Regions from separate parts of the Bicyclus anynana genome. Here region 2 is linked to region 1. A link is a contact called in public Hi-C data. All regions are on one chromosome and are shown on one strand. The core of a region is the stretch at or near the end of the contact, and the rest is flanking DNA. Distances in the headings are between cores, read along the strand shown. Region 1 overlaps LOC112046562 (myosin heavy chain, non-muscle). Region 2 overlaps LOC112046562 (myosin heavy chain, non-muscle).

Region 1 (2,823 bases), core at 165-2,664:
TACAAACATGACTGTAGGCGAGCTTTATCAAAGTCTACTAAAACTAGAAGTTACGTAGGTAATTGAACGCCAAAATGTAGCATCATTTTCCTCAACACTATCATGATAGCGTATTTATTGTGAACTGTGACTCATTTTCAATACAATGTTGCAAGTTTACAACCATGAACGTGCGTTCACCATAGGGGTTTGGAAATGGAATCATTATTATTCTCACGTCGCGGGCGTCACACTTATCTTTTGTTTTTGTAGAATATGGAGTCCTGTTGAAAATGAGTTTTAGGACTTACATTTCAACCTATATCAAAAATTAAAAACTATTAACACGCGATTTTTCAGGAGCCAATTCTTGTCGGCTTTTTTAGTAAACCTTCAGAACGGTGGTAGTAATATACAAACAGACAAACGTAACGTTACAAAGGATTTTATCTGATATCTAAGTTAATGATGTCTATTATAATACGACTAAGAGTTTGTTTAGATCCATTGGACTTGAAGGTTAATTACCTAAATTTATGGTAGTTCTATTTCTCTATGTGGTTAAACTTAAGTAAGCTTTGCATTTATGAATTAGCAATGAACGCCTTTGATTTCTGAGTTTTTTTAATCCTACGAACTTCTCCATAACCTAATCGATCTCTAAAGCCATCGGTTTATCAATTGAGCTATAAGTATGTAACAAACCAATAAACTTACAATCGCATATAAGATTTATGAGTTCGATAAAGTGACTGGCATTGAATAAGATAATAACCATATAATCAGGTTGAAATAACACTTGGCATTGTCCCGTGTTATGGCCAAGTTAAGTGCTTTAAAGATCGCGAGTACGAGAATAGTAAACTCGAGTCTGAACTCTGAACTCTGTGTATGGTCATGAGCTCTAAGAGCTCCCACAGACTTTCAATTGTAACTAAGACCGACTATCGAACGACTAAATTGGAGTCTTTTACAATTTGGTCAGAACAACCTTTTAATTGTGCAATTAAATCAAATATGATTCTGATACGATCGGCGTCTGCCTAATTAGTTTATAGTTGTACGATTTAGTTGGAGAAAATATACGGGCTAGTATATGTCAACACGTAGTTATCTTGTGTACTCAACGGCGGAAACCCAAAACACAAAAGCCGACCACCAGCCAAAAGTGGCACTACGCATCGTAGCACCCACATCTGTTACCAAGAATGCACGAGTAAGAAGAAGAATACTCAACGATTTCGTTGGCCAACAAACAATTGCCTATCTGCGGGAGCTCTTAGAATTTAATTTGAAGCGTTTGGTCAAAACGTACTCGACTCTTGAGATGAATGTCAAGGTGAGGCGTTCCGTCGGCCGAATCGGCCGCGCCGGTCGTCGACCCGGCGGCGCGGGCGCGGGGTGCGGGGCGCGGGGGGCTGCCCACGCGAATATATGCGCCGCGTTTAACCTCCACAGGCGCTCTGCCGCCCTGGTACCTCGACGTATACTTTGTTTAGTCCTTACTTGTCACATACGCGAAATTACTTGTATAAAACTAAGAAACTCAAATTCTACAGAACAGAAGCAGGTTTTACTTTGCGGAAGTTCATTATGAACAATAAATACATTACACCACAAAACCGGAGCATCCTTTATGAGATTTGACTATAATGTTTAATTGTAATTTGACTATAATGTTTAATCGCTTTCGATATTTGTCGGTTGCGTTTGGATTTGTCGTTTTTTAGTCAAAGATAGCAAAATATCAATAATTATTTTTAACCGACTTCAAAAAAAGGAGGAGGTTTCTCAATTCGACCGTAAATAACATTTACCCCTATAAGTAACTCGATGATGCATATAGAAAGTTAAATCAGCTTTCTAACTGAAATTAGCAACAAAACAAATTGAGCCACGTAAACCAGATCAAACCCTGACATTAGCAACTATATTACGATACCCACGCGAACTAGATTTGTCCCTGAAATTAGCAACACAATGATGACCGCGTAAATTAGATTTGTCCCTGAAAAGTTGAATGAGCCGAGTGTTTACGCAACGTCGTTTGTGGAGGTTAAAATTACGCGGCCGCCCGACACGGCGACTCCGACTCGTAAATCACGTTATAATATGTAATAAATAGTGTAACAATGTTATGTATAACTGAATTATGCCATCAGTTTCGTCTGCGGCAACTGTGGCTCATCCCTGACCTACCTGATCATCATCATCATATCATCCGATAGACGTTCACTGCAGAACATCACTATCCTGAGCCGCTTGCGAGCAAATACCTGCTCGCTCGTTAAATCTCTACTCCCTTATTGTCGGCAGTCCATCTGATGAGGGGTCGACCGACACCGCGCTTTTCAGTGCCGGGTCGCCATTCCAGCACCTTGGAAATTCAGACACAAAACTTAGGACTTGCCCCGCCCATTGGCACTTCAGCTTCGCGACTAGTTGAGCTATGTCGGTGATTTTGGTTCTTCTGCGGATTATCTAATTTCTAATTCGATCAAGCAGAGAAACTCCGAGCAAAGCTCGTTCCATCGCCCCCTGTGTGACTCTGAGCCTTCTTATGAGGTCCACAGTTAGCGACCAAGTCTCTTAACCATAGGTCAGAACTGACAACAGGCACTGTTCGAAGACTATCGTCTACAGGCACTCAGGAATTTTGGACGAGAATATATTGAGAACTTTCCAATATTTTTAATGATAATATTCTTATTGCAAAGTTTCCCAGATGCCTAGCCGAGTTGTATTCGGCGGTTCACCTTAAATTTATACACACAAACGCACTGTCTGTCATCTTACCACTACATTCAAAGCCTACCGGACTTCCCGGAATAGATAGCTATAACA
Region 2 (2,823 bases), core at 217-2,716, 41 kb before region 1:
GCAATGTCAATTTATTACGTAATAAAATAAGCCCTTAATCGCTCGAGAGATTTTTTAACAGACGTTAAAAAGTTAAAAACGCGCTCAAATATAGTATGAAATTAAATAAAGGTCTATTTAAACGCCTAAAATTGAAAAAGCAACACTGCTCGAAATAAAGGGTCGTGTTTTAAAAATGCTGGCGTGTGAAAATATACTTGGGAATGTATTTGTTTGAACGCTTTTTAACGTCCGTTAAAAAAGCTGTCGTGCGAATGTGAACCAAATTAAACAGTAACTAATCCAAAGCCGAAATAGGTAACCTCTTCAATCAATATTGGGTGAGTTGCCAGATCATTTACATCATCTGTACCTTACAGGAAGAATAATGCCGGTTGAATCTATGAAAATTCTCCAAAGAGGAAAACATCCACAGAGGCGAGTACCCCAGAAACGTCTGTATGACCATTGTGTAAACAGTTGTTAAACAAAATATGCGTTCACAAAAGAAAAGCGCGGCGCCGGCACGTTTGTGATGAGTCACGAGGTCGGAATTCCGCTCCGCAAACGTAATGATGGCCGTTTAAAATATGGTAATACAGAATATTTTGAAGAACTCGATTTGTGAAAACCTTGATTTATTTTCATCTTCATCACAGTGCAAAGCAGCACTAAACAATCAATATTACAATATTAATGTTTTCTGAATTAAAACTCATCATCAACGTCAATGCAGGACATTTTGTAGAGACACCCAAACACTAGTCTTGAGCCAGCTGCATTCAACGATTCCCTGCGACTCGCTTGATGCAGGCTTAAGTCAGATATAAATACTAATGTAATAAATGACAAAAAAGAAAAACAATTCCAAAGGAATACTAAATAAAAACTTGTGAGGAAACTGTGAATTATAGAGACATGAGCTGATAATTCTGTGCATTTTAAGAAATTAAATATCACGTGTCTCGAACGGCGAAGGAAAAACATGATGAAGAAACTTACATACCAGAGAATTTACTCGATTCTCTGCGTGCGTGAAGTCTGCCAATCCGCATTGGCGTGGTGGACTATTGGCCTATTCCTTCTCATCCTGAGAGGAGACTCGAGCTCAGCAGTGAGCCAAATATGGGTTGATAATGATGAATGATGAGCTGATTATTAGGAACTCAAGAGACGAATGTTATTATTTTTTGTAGCATAACGGTAGACGGTGAAATATGAGATTTTTTACGGAAAACCCACTTCAGCTACAAATTTTACGCTTTTCGTATCATCAAACACAGAAAATATTTATCGAGATCAAATAACAGATCAAGATACGACTATGGAACTTCAATAGAAATTGAAGAAAAACTTAAAACTCCATAATTCTGTAATTGAATAATTAAAACTCCACATATTTTGAGCTCAGATAAAATGACAACAACTCAAAGGCCACGCCCATGCGGTACACCATTGTTACATGTAACGTATGAGTCACGTTATGTAAAAGCATTAAGAAATCTGGAAAAACAAGACCGACCGAGTGAGTCGTGATCGCAGAAGGCCTTGGCACATAACGGACAAAAAATTCATAGAATACTCATTAGTCGATACTTACTGGCGTACCTATTGGCAGATCTGCGATTAACTTTTCTGTTAAATAAATATTAGAACATTCCGCAATAGATAACAGTTAAGAGTAACTGTATTTCTTACATGAATAAATAATAATAAAAATAGTAAACATCCATCTTCAATTTCAAAGTGGAAAGAGGAAAGAAAGGAGTTTATTATTAAAATCGTTTTAGTCTTCTCTCTTTCTTAGTCGGATTAACCCAATACTCGAATCTACAACCAACAAAAAAACCAACGAGTTTACCCAGTTATTTATTCTACCATCAGCATTACTGTGTTTCGGTTGAAAGTAAAATTACAGACACATATTAAGACTCAACACCTTAACCACTACTGTGCCTTAACCTTACAGGACAACGCATTGTCTATTTCAAGTAGATTTCCATACAAGCTGATTCTACCGAGGAACTAGGAATTGCGCAGTTTCTCTTAAAAAATATATATCTGTTACAATTTTAAAGTCATCTTCTCTTGTGTGCAGAAGAAAACAAAGCACATTGCTTCCATGAAACTGAGTCATGTATGGCGCCTATTGCAAGGTTTCAATGCAAATGTGCATCTAAGAATCCATCGCAGAGTTATAATGAGGCGCAGAAATGCCAATGCGGCTAATATCCGACACGTCCTAGAATACGGAGCGTGCATAATTGTTTCCTGCTGAGTCAGCGAGCGCGCGGATAGTAACGTGTTACGTGAGAGTGTGAATTGTTGATTGTAACTAAACAAGCAGTCATTTGTAAGTAAGTTTCTGCTGCGTTTTTGCTTCATTGGCATCTTATGACGACCTCTGTGGTGCATTTTGTAGTGTGTCCGGGGTTTGATTCCCAACTCGCGTCAGTTTAGTTAAACTTGTACCCCTTCGAAAGTAAGGCTGCTTCTGACAGATTTGTGACAACTATGTGACCTCGTGGCTACTAAACGGAAGGACCTATTCAGACGGGGTTTTTAAAAGAATGTTAATGAGAGTCACCTTAACAGAGCTTTTACATGATCATAACCGGCATACCTGATAAAAAAAAATTAAACGTTAATAATTTTTTCTGCATAGATGACCACCCTTGGCTCCATTTAATGAAAAGTATGCTTTTATGTCAAATCCGAAAGCTATAATTTTGACAAAAGTAATTTTACCACGTATCGATATTATACCCGCTAAAAAACTGCACCACAATCAACAACAACAAATTGAAGTAGCAACGGAAAATAAACAGAGGGAAAACGTCGACA

Evidence for each region. Hi-C and Micro-C count contacts between places; a contact is called where the count stands out from the background.
Region 2: a Hi-C map of whole larva shows a contact between it and region 1, with 2.7 times the contacts expected there. The contact joins two enhancer-like sites. A contact is called at or near these places in 2 of 2 Hi-C or Micro-C datasets (whole body and whole larva).

Annotation. Positions count from the first base shown.
Region 1 is chr11:971,717-974,539 of ilBicAnyn1.1, reverse strand. All of the region lies in intron 1 of LOC112046562 (myosin heavy chain, non-muscle), which reads right to left. Among protein-coding and RNA genes, the nearest start is that of LOC112046562, 14 kb to the right of the region's middle. Within about 2 kb of position 1,414, at least 8 of the 8 cell types and tissues checked have open chromatin away from gene starts, as enhancers often do.
Region 2 is chr11:1,012,709-1,015,531 of ilBicAnyn1.1, reverse strand. All of the region lies in intron 1 of LOC112046562 (myosin heavy chain, non-muscle), which reads right to left. Among protein-coding and RNA genes, the nearest start is that of LOC112046565, 44 kb to the left of the region's middle. Within about 2 kb of position 1,466, at least 5 of the 8 cell types and tissues checked have open chromatin away from gene starts, as enhancers often do.